Regions from separate parts of the Zea mays genome. Here all the other regions are linked to region 1. A link is a contact called in public Hi-C data. All regions are on one chromosome and are shown on one strand. The core of a region is the stretch at or near the end of the contact, and the rest is flanking DNA. Distances in the headings are between cores, read along the strand shown.

Region 1 (4,289 bases), core at 512-3,011:
GTCTGTCTTTGCTGCTAGCTGCTTGTTTGGAATCTCCTGATCCAAAACGCTTCTGGATAGGTTTGATTCTGTTGGTGGCTATGTGTTCTAAGTCTTGTAATAAGTAGTTGTTAGCTTCAGATCGTGTCAAACTTTGTCCCTATTTCTTAATGAAATAGGGGGAATCGTCTTTCCGTTAAAAATCCTGTGCGCTTGTGCTCTAGCTTAGAGTCGTGGAAAAAAAATAACACCCACACACTACGCAATTACGCATCATCAGTAATAAACGCTCGACACAGGCGCCACCAACCACATAACAATCACAGGATAAATAAGCGAACAGCAAGCGATACCCAATTAAGGGCATGTACAGTGGAGAGACACCAAAACGGTTCTCCAAGCACAGGAGACAACTAAGAGACTCTATTGTACAATGGAGTGTCTCTAAACGTAGTCTATTAATAAATACAGAATTAAATGTATTTGTATAGCATCAGATCGATAGAACAGACGACAAATTCGTACAGTGGGAAGTGAGGCGTCTGTTGTTACTTGGTTTACGAGCCAGAGACGTCTCTTCACGGAGAGACGGCTCTAAGATTTTTTTGCAAATAACCCCTAAAACACCTTAAGAGCCTGCACATTAAACACCACTGTACATACCCTAACGGCCCACGATGCGATGCGTTCCCCAGTGCAAGATCCAGACAATGCCGCGGCACCGCTCGTACCCGCGTCTGATTCTGATCCCGGCCGGCCCCAAAGACCGAGTCCGAGCTCGTGCCTGAAACCAGGAATACCTACCAAGATGAAATGAAAGATCGAATTTCCAAGATGACAAGTGTGCCGGCGAATTATTATACAAAAAATTCTACTGCATTTCTTCTTCAGAGCTTGCTGGTTTTGTTGGCCTTGGTCGGCCAGGCGGGGGTCACCCACTGCCTCCCTACGGCGACCAGCTCGCCGGACTCCTTATCGCGCACCACCACCACCGCGGCCGTCAGCTTCCCCATCCGGCCCACCACTCGCCCCTCCACCTCCACCTCCGTCTGCGGCCGGAGCTAGCCGTGAGCGTTGTTCTAGCTCCAGAGTTTGGCGGGGGAAATAAAAAGGAAGGTTAATCTGGACGTACGTCGCGATCGGCCGGCGAGAAGTAGGACAAGCTGTAGTGGACGGTAGCCGTGGGCGCGGCCTCCACCGTGTACGCCACCGCCGAGCACACGCAGTCCACCGCCGCCGCGATCGCTCCGGCGTGCCACCTCCCCTCCGCGTCCTGCACCCACGGCCCACGGGGCGAGTCAGTCAGTCAGAGGGCTCGGGAAGCTCCGGGACCAAGTCAACCGCTGCTGCTGTAGTAGTTGGAGTTGGACGGCCAGCACGCACGGCGACGGGGGCGCGCACGCGGAGCGAGCAGACGACGCGGCCGCGCTCGGCGACGGAGACCCGCGCGCCGGCGATCGCCACGCAGCTCAGCGCCTGGCTGCCGACGCCGCCGTCGTACCCCACGCGCGGGTCCTCCAGCCACTTCCTCGCCGTCGCGGCGGCCACCAGCCGCGTCTCGCCGTCGCCCATGGCCGCGCGATTGGATGGATTCTGGTGCGGATCGCTGCTTGCTTAGCACGACTACGACCCCCACCCCACCCCGCTGCTAGTGCTAGCGATGCAGCCGAAAGCGACGCAGGCAGAACAGAGTACAGAGATGATTGATTAAAAACAGAAAAGGCAGGTTACATCTCCAAGGAAAGCCACGGATGCTTCAGATGAGGAGAGCCTTTGGGTCTGTACACAGCTCGCCGGATCTCCGCCGTCATCGGTTCCTTATACATATATGAATACTGAAAACATTTCTGCACCGTATGTACAATATCGTAAGTACGTACTGCACACCCTTTATTGAATCATCATTTACGTACGGTATAACGAATCCAATGGGATCGTGGGAACAAATAATGTTTTTTAAAAAAAAAAGAGGACCCCAAAAAGCTTATACGACAGCCAGACAATGAATGTTACACAAGTGTAAAAGATCAAACGACAAAGCTCCTGCTCCTGCTCGTGCTCGTCTCATGAAGCTTTCTTGGTCTTGGCAATGCTCAGGAGGTCGCCGAAAAGCTTGTCTTCGGGCTTCATCACCGCAGAGGGTGGCGCCGTCTTAGTCTGGTACGACGAGTTATCCTGCACCGAGAGGCCATACATGCTCTGGGACAGCCCGTTCGCGCCGGGGTACCCATACATTCCCGCCGTCCCCAGGTTGCTGTAGTAGTGCGCAGCGGCCACAGCAGGATGCTGCATGTACCCTGCCAGACGACCACCACCACCACCATACATCGGCTGCTGCGGCGCCACTGGCATTTGTTGCGGGTACATCATGGCTGCCTGCGATCCGCCGCCATACATCTGTGGAGGCATGCCCATCATGGATGTCGAACCCAACTGCTGGTTCCCCAAGCCTGCCTGCATCAGTGTTGGCGCCACCCCAATCCCTGACTGGTTGCTGTACATTGGCTGCCTTTGTGGAACTCCCATGTGGTTAACTTGTGGTTGCAATGCCTGCTGCATGCCGCCGAACTGCCCAGCTGTCCCAGGGAGAGGTTGCACGCCTCCCAATTCACCATTTGGCATTTCGTTGCTTGCCGCTGGCTGAGCCTCCCAAGGAGGTGGCGGAAGGTTTCCACTTTGATCATCTACAGAGTATGGATACTAGCGTCACTTTTTTTTTTCTTCTTCTTCTTCGGATAGAAAAAGAAAGATTCATATGAATACAGAGAGTTCTGGTTGAAGGACAGAAGTGATACAGAAAAGTGCACACACTAATAAAGTAATAATTAAGTAGTATTCCAGAAAGATATAACAGCAGATCAGAGATTACAATTCTTGCCATACCGTAATTCAGTGCTTGCTCTGCTGGAAGGTTGGCAGCTTGATCATTCCACCCTGAATTAACATTATTAAACTGGGATGCCTGATCATAGGACGTTCCAGCACCCCCGTTCGGATACAGTGTCGCCTGTTGCGACTGGAAATGCTGCTGAGTTGGAGTGTTGTATGCCTGAGATCCTGGAATAGCAGAACTTGGATTGAGACCAAAGGGGTCAGCAGCTTGAGTGTTGCTGTTAACGGTGCTGTTCTGTGAAAATGTGTCCACAATTGCTAGTGCATTTTGATTCGATGAAGTCGAGTCAGCAAGAGGATCTGTGACAGGAACAAGAGCTAGTGGATTTTGTGCTGTAGCAGGGGTATCATCCCAGCTCAGAAGATCAATGCCAAGGTCAGATTTTGTTGCTGCGCCATTTGACACTGGTGGTGCTGGAAGAGCTAATTGCTCAAAAGGAGATTGGTCACTTGTACTGTTACAAAGATAACATGCATAAAAGAAAGTAATTAGAGAAGTCATCTGGAAAACAATTAAATTACATATGAATGTATTAACATATTTGTAGACATTATGAGAGTTATTAAGAGCATATGCAACAGTGATGGAAGCAAACCTTTGATTTGGCTCTTTTGCAGCATCTTGGCTTGTGGGATCCTCAATATCTATGAGTCCCTGCTCCTTTTTGGAGTCCTGGTTTGCCGAATCCTCAGTCTCTACAAGTGATTGCAAAGACTTTGGTTTTTTCTCCACTCGAACTGCAATGCCTGCTGCTATTGCATCATGTTTTGCTAGAACACTCTGCAAATCATCATTCAGTGCGAGCCCCTGCGACATAAGTTCCTCATCCCTGCAGAATGTAGGGAGCAACATTATACAATGAGCAAGCTATTGCCTAGTTGTCCTCGCTGTGGGAAACACTAATCCTAACTTGGGGTTGGGTGATGTATTAATAGACATTAGTTAACTGGGTGTGGCCAATTACACAGGGGTGAGAGAGTAATTACACGGGGAGAACCCCAAACCCTAAACGGGATTCTAACACCCCCCGCAGTCGCAACTCTATCTTGTACAGATGTTGAGACTGGATCGAAAGTCTAAAAATACACTCGACGGTAACCCCTTGGTTAAGATGTCAGCGAACTGCAGCGTGGTGGGGACGCTGAGAACCCGAACGTCACCAGCAGCAATACGCCCGCGTACGAAGTGCAGGTCGATCTCCACGTGCTTCGTGCGTTGATGCTGCACGGGGTTAGTGAAGAGGTAGACCGCGCTAATGTTGTCGCATTAGACGAGGGTTGCACACTAAAGAGGGATGTGGAGCTCGTGTAGTAGTTGGCGCATCTAGTAGGCCTCTGCCACGCATGTTTGGCCACATCGCGTGTTCGGCCTCTGCGCTGGAGCGTGAGACGACGGGCTACCGTTTGGCTGAAGTGTT
Region 2 (4,289 bases), core at 1,061-3,560, 190 kb before region 1:
GTATAGGAGAAATTAACATCACACCAAACATGAGAACAGAATACATAATAATAATCTACGCATCGTAACGAGATCGTAGTTTCGAGAATCACTAAATTCAGAGTTACGGTTATCGAGTTATGATTTTCCGAAGTTATTAAGTGTTTAGTATAGAATAAATTAAGTAGATAATTTAATCTATGTTTTATGGCTAAACAAAGTTACCAAGTGATAAACATAGATAATTTACAAAGCGGCGGCCTGGTGGTGACCGGAGGAGGAAGATGGCTGCTGTCGGTGGGAGGGAGGTGAAGGGAGAGAAAACTGGCTCTGCTGTGGGGACGCACTTAGATGGTTTTCGACATCTGATGTATACTTATATGTCTCTGTTTTGACGCCTTGTCACGAGAAGATTTCGTTTTAAAAACTTTGTTTCCTTCCGCTAGTTTCTACACAAAAGTTCCAGATATACAAGCAGAGCAGAAAGAAGGTCGAGCGCCGGATTTATTTCTTCATTTAATTATTTATACAATTACAAGCAGGCGGCATTGTTGATGCTGTCGCGGCGAAGCAGCATCCCCGTGATGCCCTGCACCCACTTGCGCTGCTCGCGCCTGCTCCTGACCTCGAACTCGATCACCCTCTCCACCGTCCTGATCCCCAAGTATCCCCTCCTGCCCACCTCCCTGCCTGCCCATGCCGGTATCTCCGAGCACACGTCCAGAACCACACCTGCCATGCGCATCACGCTCCAATCCATATAGCAAATCCATATAGAAAAAAAGAAACTATGAATCAATCTTACACTTTTTGGTTTTGATGAAGGTGCCGGCCATATGTGCACTCTGCATCTTGAGAACCACCTGCAAATAAAAGTTGGGTTGGGTTTGGTGATGGTGATGGTGTGTTTGGTATGGTATGGTATGGTACTCATAATAATAATAATAATGACCTCGAAGCCGGAGTTTATGTACACGGTGACGAGCTTCCAGTGGAGGGCGCCCTGCCTGGTGCGCTTCAGAAGCTCGCCGCCCCGGGAGACGAAGACCAGCGGCGAGATGTCCCTCTCCGGCTCCCTGCCGTCGCCTGGCAACGCAGTCGCCTGGATCTCCTTGTGGAGCCTCGCCCTCAGCATGGCGGCGCCGCGCAGAGCTGCAAGACCATCCATGGGCACGTCAATCAATCAGATCAGATGCCTCCGTTTCTTGCTTCAGCAGTTCAGCTTCTGCTTGCTGTCGTAATAACTGTCTTGCGGTTGTCGTATCGTACGTACGTACCCGTGGCCGCGCCTGCGGTGAGCGCCATGACGTCGCCGCTGCTCTGCGCGTTCACGGCCGAGTGGATGGCGGCCAGGATCTGGTCGTGGCTGGCGCCGATCGCCTGCGCCATCTCCACGCAGTGCGACGCCACCAGCGCCGCCGCGGACGCCACGGCCGCCGCGGTCTTGGCGCCGCCGCCGTCGCCCTTGGCCGGCCGCTGCTCCGGCGCCGCCGAGGACGACGAGAACACCGCGCCGGCCACCAGCGCCGCCACCGCCGCCGCGACGCCCGCCACGGACGTGGCCGCGTACGCCTGCGCGTTGCGGGACCGGGCCTCGGCGCGCTTCTTCTCCCTCTGCTCCTTGATCCACGCGCCCACCGTCTTCCCTCTCCCCGCGGCGCGAAGCAGCTTCACGTCGCCCAGGTGCACCCTGGGAGAGATGGGCTGGCTCGTGCCTCCGCCGGCTTCACCACCAGCCCCAGCCGCCGCGTCTGCCTTCTGCGGCAGAGACAGGCGGCGATGATCACTGCCAAGCGGCGGCCGCTCCGCCGTGGACGTGGCGACGACAGCGGGAGGAGAATCGGAGGCGGCATTGCCGCAGCTGAGCGCCCTGAGGGCCTTGGAGATCTCTGCCGCCGAGAGGCTCCAGGACCTTGCCAGGAACTCCATCGTCTCCGTCGGTGTCTCCGGTGGCCGGACAGTCGTCGGAGCCCACTTATCGGCTGGGCTGCCTTCTTCCTCGATGCCCTCAAGCCTCGGGACCTGCCCACCGTGGTCGTCGGCGCATTGCTCCATTGCCTAGCTACCCGGGGACAACAAAATTCAAGGATCCAAGGTCGGTGCTGAATTGCTGGGTTCTTTTTTTTATTAAAGAAGAACTGAAAACAAACAGAGGAATGATTAGGGTTTTAGAAGGCTGTCAGAGAGGGATGGATATCTGTTAGCTGCTAGGATGGGGCTCAGTGGCATGAACTCACATCACAAACGTATATGCATGCTCTCCACTTGTGTCAGAACTAGCAAAGCAGCAGCTCTCAGCACAACACAGCAAGTACACAGCTTCTGCTATATATATATGGAAGCTGTGTTGTTACTACGTACGTATTATGTGTTTATATTAAGCTGTGTCGTGCGGATCATGCTTATCTTGCTAGTGCTTGGTGGATGTAATTTCTTAGTGCTGGTCTTCTTTCCCCACTCTCGTGCTTCTCTTTGTACCTTGTGTATCCTTTAATTTAGTCGAACTGAGACTTCGGTCGATTAATGAAAATGTTTAGGTGGGGCTCCTCGTCCTCCCGTCGATTCTCCTTTAAAAAAACCCAGTTGCACCCTATTTGTCGGCATTGCATATTTGCATGTCCTCTGTCGATCCAAATCATGCATCGAGAAACAAACAGACCGTTCGCCCGTAGAGACAAAACACTATAGAAATAGCTATTTGCAAATACAATCTCATAGAGACAAAACACTATAGAAACAAAGTTAAACAAACAACTTGAAAGATACATATAGGTAAGATTTTTTTTAGGGCTCCACCTATATTAGAGTAAAAAAAGTGCGGCGAAGTATGTCTTCAAATTTTCTAGCCACATTTGGCTAAGGTAAGTTATGGCAAATTGTACCGAGGAACCAAACATCCCCAAACTCAATGTTCAAAAATCGAAAGGAAAAAAAAAAGACTTAACAAAGTCACTGAAACCATGCAGATCGTTCTCAATGAGGAGCAGAGCAGGGGAAGAGAGAAGCATAGATTCCTTGGTCTTGGGTTTTTACTTTTTAGGCAGAGCGTGCGTGATCATTAGATGCGATGCGAGGTAATTGCACTGGGCTAGTAGTAGTATCTATAGATGAAATTTATGCAGCCGTGTGATGATGTGGTTACGTGCGCTTCATCTGAATCATTAGTTACCAACAAAACAAAGGGAATCAAATATACAAGTGCACTACTGTCTATGACATCGAGCTAAGTGCGTGTCCGCAACTCTGCACGGTATCTAGAAGCTGTGAGACAAGTGTTTTTTTAGAGGGAGGGAGACAAGCGTTTGGCACCACCTGGTGAGCAGCAAATTGAATCACAGATTCACAGGAAACCCGCCCGACAGGGGAGAGCCAGGATGGGGAATATACCCCGCCATTAGCATTAGCAGCCTGATGAGTGATGAAGCTGGTGATGATTGCAGGTGCTTTCTTTTGCGTTTTTCATGGAATATCCTGACTGAGCTTCTCTCTCTCTCTCTCTCCTTTGCCTGCTTTAATGGCCCATATGATTGGATGCTTACGGAAAGAGAATGATGGCTCAAACTGAGTGACAGGGCTTCATTTAGTTCCTCCTCCTTTCTTTGCTTCCTTTAATTCTCATGTTGGAGAATGGAGAGAATGATGCGGCCTCCAATCCGTGTTTCCCGCAGCTAGTGCGAAGAATCTTTTTGATAAGCAGTTCTTGTATGGAACTGAATCTGAGGATCGATCCTTGTGTGGATACTGATATAAGTACAATCTGTGCAGTGTTCTTCATCGCCCGTTTCATTTGGAACAGCAAACAAATTCAGCCATAACGTTCGCTGATGATCCCATACATACAGCATGCTATTTATCATGATATCGACCTTGTCCGTAGTGCTTTCTGATGTCAAGAACAAGTGGCATGAGACGGGGGCCAGCCTTCATTTGACAAGCTTTGTTCCTCTGCTTTCCATCATCCTCCTGCATGTCCAAAGAAATACTTATCAGCGTCTCATCGTCGCCGTTCGTGCAAGGGAAAGGTAAAAAGTGCTGCTTTTCTACACTGTGATAAGACCCTTTCGCGGGGTAGTGGAAGCACCTAGTCCTGTTCATTCGCTCGACAAGACCCTAAATCTGGGGGGCACCAACTCCCGATGCCCAACCAAAGCAGGCAGCATTACCGACGTCTCAAGTAGACTGCATCCATCATTAGCACAGGAAAGCAAAAAAGAACCAAAGCTGCGATCGATTTTTAGTCCAGGAAATGGCATGCATACAAGTAAGAGGAGCATATGACAAGTATACGTGAGAGTAGAAGTGAGTGTACA
Region 3 (4,289 bases), core at 1,304-3,803, 170 kb before region 1:
ACAAACAGTAACATTACTATGCGCAGTACCACACAGCATAAAAGATGCATACCTTCCTCGGAGAAAATACAAAAGCACATAGCCTAGAGATACCAAATCATCTCTGCGGCTTTGTTCTGACAATAAAATCCAATAACAATGATTAAATATCAAATTAAGATGGTGATTTCTAAGTCTCGAGAAGGTTATAACTTGCCTATTCCAAGGTGGGTGTTGCAACTTGCATAGCGCGCTGTACCAGTCAAGCTCTTATTTTCTCTACAGAAAAAGCAATTGGGCAAGCGAAGATCGCAGATGTACAAGATTAGCTAAATGCCCAAACCATTGTCTGGAAAATAGATCAAATATAATTTGAAGCTTCACATTTCTATAAAAAAATGAACGCCGTCTAGGCGTCTACAAAGAACACATCCCATATATATATAATTGTACCTGTAAGGAATATGGCGATTCGTAGTGGAATCACGGTATCTTTTTGCAAGACCAAAATCAATTATATATACCTGATAATCACAAGAGAGTTGTTGGCAAACAGTTCAGTACATTGTCATTCTAATAAAGCAATAAGGAACTTTAATGCCAGCACACCTAGTACCTGGTTTGCTTTCCGACCAAGACCCATCAGAAAGTTGTCAGGTTTGATGTCTCTGTGTAAGTACCCTTTGGAATGCATGAACTCTATTCTTGTAATCTGCACAGACGTTTATCAAAATGATGCTCTAGTAAATACAGAGATGTAATATGTGGAACAAGTGAGCGATATAAATAATAAAAACTGAAACAGAGTTAAGGTCTTGAAGTCTGTCTTGACATAATTGAAAACTACTGCACGAACAAAGTGCCACGTCAATACAGATATGTGAGTTGTGGAACTAGTGAACAAAACAATGTAAATAAGCAGCAACACTTGTTGAGACGGAAGCAAGGTTTGAACGTCTGTCAACATATTGGTTCAAAACTATTATGCAAACAAAGTACTCCGTTTTGAATTAAGCAGATTTCAAAACATCGCTAAAATAAAGGTTTGCACATCATGCATGAGATGCTGGCATGCCACAGGGAATTGAGAAGTCAGTGCCCAGTTCATAGTTACCATCTGGTCAGCCAACATCAGGACAGTCTTCAGCGTGAATTTTCGGCCACAATAACAAAACAGGTCCTCCAAACTCGGCCCCAGCAAATCAATGACGAGAACATTCTCTTCTCCATCCACACCGCACCACTTGACGTTGGCAATGCCACCTGGACACCCAAAACCTTTGCATTGTAAGCTCGCCATATCTATATCTTTACATACTGGTAAACTGCTGCAGAGAGTGGCGTGCCGATGCGTACTTCCTCCTTGGAGGGTATTGTACAGCTTCGCCTCATAGAACAGCTGTGGATGCTTCGTCTTGCTGCTCTCCTGTGAGAGAGGTTGTCAAGGTTTAGTTCCTCTGGTCCGTACAGTGATTATTGATTATATATAAAAAGGTCGCCAGCAGCAGAGGTTTAATTTAACGCGCAGGTGCTAACTTGTGGCTCGCGCCCCTGCTGTTGTAACATACTAATGTAGCAGCATTTGCCCAAGGAGGCTCTACAATTAGCCCACGGAACGTGTAATCATGGCCAACAGGCACCACAGCGTTGAAAAGCTAGGCAAATATCATGACAACAACATACAATTAAAGGGGTGTTTGTTTCTGGTAACTAATTTTTAGTCACTCCATTTTATTCTATTTTAGTTTCTAAATTGTCAAATACGGAAACTTAAATGGAGTTTTGGTTTTCTGTATTCGGTATTTTAAGGACTAAAATAGAATAAAATAGAGAAACTAAAAATTAGTCCCTAAAACCAAAGCGAGCTGAGCATTTGAAATTAGAACATAGCTTGCGTGTTTTTTTCTTCTCTCTCTAAAAAAAAGGGAAATGTGCATCCGTTGATGAAAACAAATCTAGTAAGTAGATGATGGCACATTTGAACACATGAACCCTGATAATCCGTATCCCCGGCCGCTAACGCGCAGGAATCAAAGCAGCCCACGGAAGAATTCCGCCAAAGGAAGAGGAGTGAGGAGGAGGAGGCGAGAGAAACCGAGGGCACTCACGATCTTCACGGCGACGATCTCGTAGGTGTCCACGTGCGTGGCTGGAACAGTGACAGCAAAGAGCAGGTCAGGCACAGTAGTAATAACAGATGACAACACCCAAGCAGAAACCAAACGCGCGGGGAGAGGGAGGGAGAGGAGGAAGGAAGCAATAGGGGATCGGGGAAGAGCGGAGTCGGTCCGCTCACCGAGGTAGATCTCGCCGAAGGAGCCGCATCCGATCTTCCGGCCGAGCTTGAACTTGCCGCCGACGATGCGGTCCATGAGCCGCGCCCCGGTGTTTTCCGTGGCCGTGGCCGCGATCCGCACCGCGGCGGACTCCCTCCCGGTCCCGAGGGGGGGCGGTATTAGGAGAGGAGGAGGCCTCCGGCGTCTCGGATTGCCGACGTTGCTGCGGCGGCGGCCGCGGGTGGGGTTCAATTCTGGTGCCACCAGACGGCAGACGCGGCCGCGGATCGGGTGACTTTGAGTCGGGTCGGGTGGGAGTTACGTGAGTTCCGAGTTCCAGGCCCAGACTTCACTTGGAGCGGGACCCACACAAATTCCTTGTTTGTGGCTGTAGACCGACGATCCTGGGCGGCCGTGGCCCGTGGGGAAGAGGATGATTCATCACCTCTTTGGGCAGTCATTTACAAACTTATTTAGGGCTTGTTTGGTTGGTGGCTAACTGTGTCACACTTAGCCTAAGATTAGTCGTTTAAATTGAAGAACTAACCTTAGACAGAAAAGTTAGGTGAAGTGTGGCAAGTTAGGCAACGATCTAAACAGACCCTTAATACCTCGTATTTTCAGGGTCTTTACTGGGTTAAATATAAAAATACAAGATTAACAGTATTTATGATGTGACAGATTTTAAAGGTACTTTAGTGTATAACGTAGTTTCTTATATGTCTACTGTGTATTGAAAACCAATCAGGAGACTCAATGTTGTACATACCCTCAGTCGTCATCAAACTCTCGAGCTCCTGTTAGGGCCAGACGAAATATTTATGACTTGTTGATTTGTTCAGATTGTGATTGATTTTATTTGAATTTTTTATAAGCTAACTTGGCATTCTAGCTTTAAAACATTTTAGCTTAGTTCGTTAATGTCTCATGAACTCAACGAGCTATCACATTTTCAACAAAACGAAATTATATACATTTCATTTATGCATGAATTGGTGAACATATTATATGTATATGTGGTTCTATAGACTATGAGTTAAATTGATAATTTATAAATTATGTTTATGTGTTAAATTGTTTGTGCGAGTATGACTGTGGGATAGACGAACATATGTGTGAATTGTGAATTTTTTTATAAATTGTTGAGCAAAGAGTTGTGTTAATTTAGTGTTGCATTGATGTGGTCTGTTAGATTATGAGTATAATTGCTATTTTCTAAATTAAATTAGTTTGAAACTAACTAAAAAGTGATTATGTATATATATGTGTGTGTGATATTCGTCATCTAGTGTGGTAATTACCTACCCTGAAATGACTTAAGGAATGGCTCACAAATATGACGAACAACTTATGTTTCCTATGTTATTAAAGGATGACTTGTAAAGATCACAAATGACTTATATTTGTGTCGGCGTTTCGAGACCGGGGGGTCCCTGGGCCGACGAGTGAGAATGTCGCCGCGTGCCCCAGCCCAGATGGGTCGGCGCGAGGCCGAGCGCGAAGGAGGGGAAGAAGGCGAGAGAGAGGTGGAAATCCCGCGGCCTTCGTGTTCGTCCCGCGCCCAGGTCGGGTGCGCTTGTAGTAGGGGGTTACAAGCGTCCACGCGGGAGAGGGAGCGAGCGCCTGTCCCGTCCTCGTCCCCGCGCGGCCAACCCTCTCTAAGAGGGCCCTGGTCCTTCCTTTTATAGGCGTAAGGAGAGGATCCAGGTGTACAATGGGGGTGTAGCAGAGTGCTAACGTGTCTAGCGGAGGAGAGCTAGCGCCCTAAGTACATGCCATCGTGGCAGCCAGAGAGGTTTTGGCACCCAGTTTGTGTGGTGTCGTGGCCGTCGGAGGAGCGCTGAAGCCTGGCGGAAGGACAGCTGTCGGGGCTGTCGAGTCCTTGCTGACGTCCTCTTGCTTCCGTAAGGGGCTGAGAGCCGCCATCGTCATAGAGCGTGCGGGGCTCCATCATTACTTGTCTGGCGGAGCGAGCCAGATGGGACGCCGGTCTTGTTTCCCGTAGCCTGAGTCAGCTTGGGGTAGGGTAATGAT

The links. Hi-C and Micro-C count contacts between places; a contact is called where the count stands out from the background.
Region 2: a contact with region 1 is called in a Hi-C map of leaf, with 4 times the contacts expected there. The contact joins the promoter of LOC103649544 here to the promoter of LOC100281025 in region 1. A contact is called at or near these places in 2 of 25 Hi-C or Micro-C datasets (both in leaf).
Region 3: a Hi-C map of tassel shows a contact between it and region 1, with 2.2 times the contacts expected there. The contact joins the promoter of LOC100285095 here to the promoter of LOC100281025 in region 1. A contact is called at or near these places in 5 of 25 Hi-C or Micro-C datasets (endosperm, leaf, leaf mesophyll and 1 more).

The regions. Positions count from the first base shown.
Region 1 is chr3:2,200,033-2,204,321 of Zm-B73-REFERENCE-NAM-5.0, forward strand. LOC100281025 (thioesterase family protein) reads right to left here and starts at 1,762. Exons shown (of 3, transcript NM_001411388.1): 1 at 1,363-1,762; 2 at 1,112-1,252; 3 at 287-763. The coding sequence starts at 1,551. The coding sequence ends at 644. It overlaps LOC100217079, which reads right to left. Exons shown (of 10, transcript NM_001359557.1): 8 at 3,468-3,701; 9 at 2,863-3,326; 10 at 1,882-2,663. The coding sequence ends at 2,044.
Region 2 is chr3:2,007,779-2,012,067 of Zm-B73-REFERENCE-NAM-5.0, forward strand. LOC103649544 reads right to left here and starts at 2,311. Exons shown (of 5, transcript XM_008675265.4): 1 at 2,217-2,311; 2 at 1,257-2,117; 3 at 932-1,131; 4 at 785-842; 5 at 393-711. The coding sequence starts at 2,034. The coding sequence ends at 512. It overlaps LOC103649545, which reads right to left. Exons shown (of 4, transcript XM_008675266.2): 4 at 3,118-3,942. The coding sequence ends at 3,826.
Region 3 is chr3:2,027,084-2,031,372 of Zm-B73-REFERENCE-NAM-5.0, forward strand. LOC100285095 reads right to left here and starts at 2,554. Exons shown (of 15, transcript NM_001157990.2): 1 at 2,276-2,554; 2 at 2,088-2,128; 3 at 1,336-1,405; 4 at 1,094-1,242; 5 at 596-691; 6 at 433-503; 7 at 197-258; 8 at 53-116. The coding sequence starts at 2,351.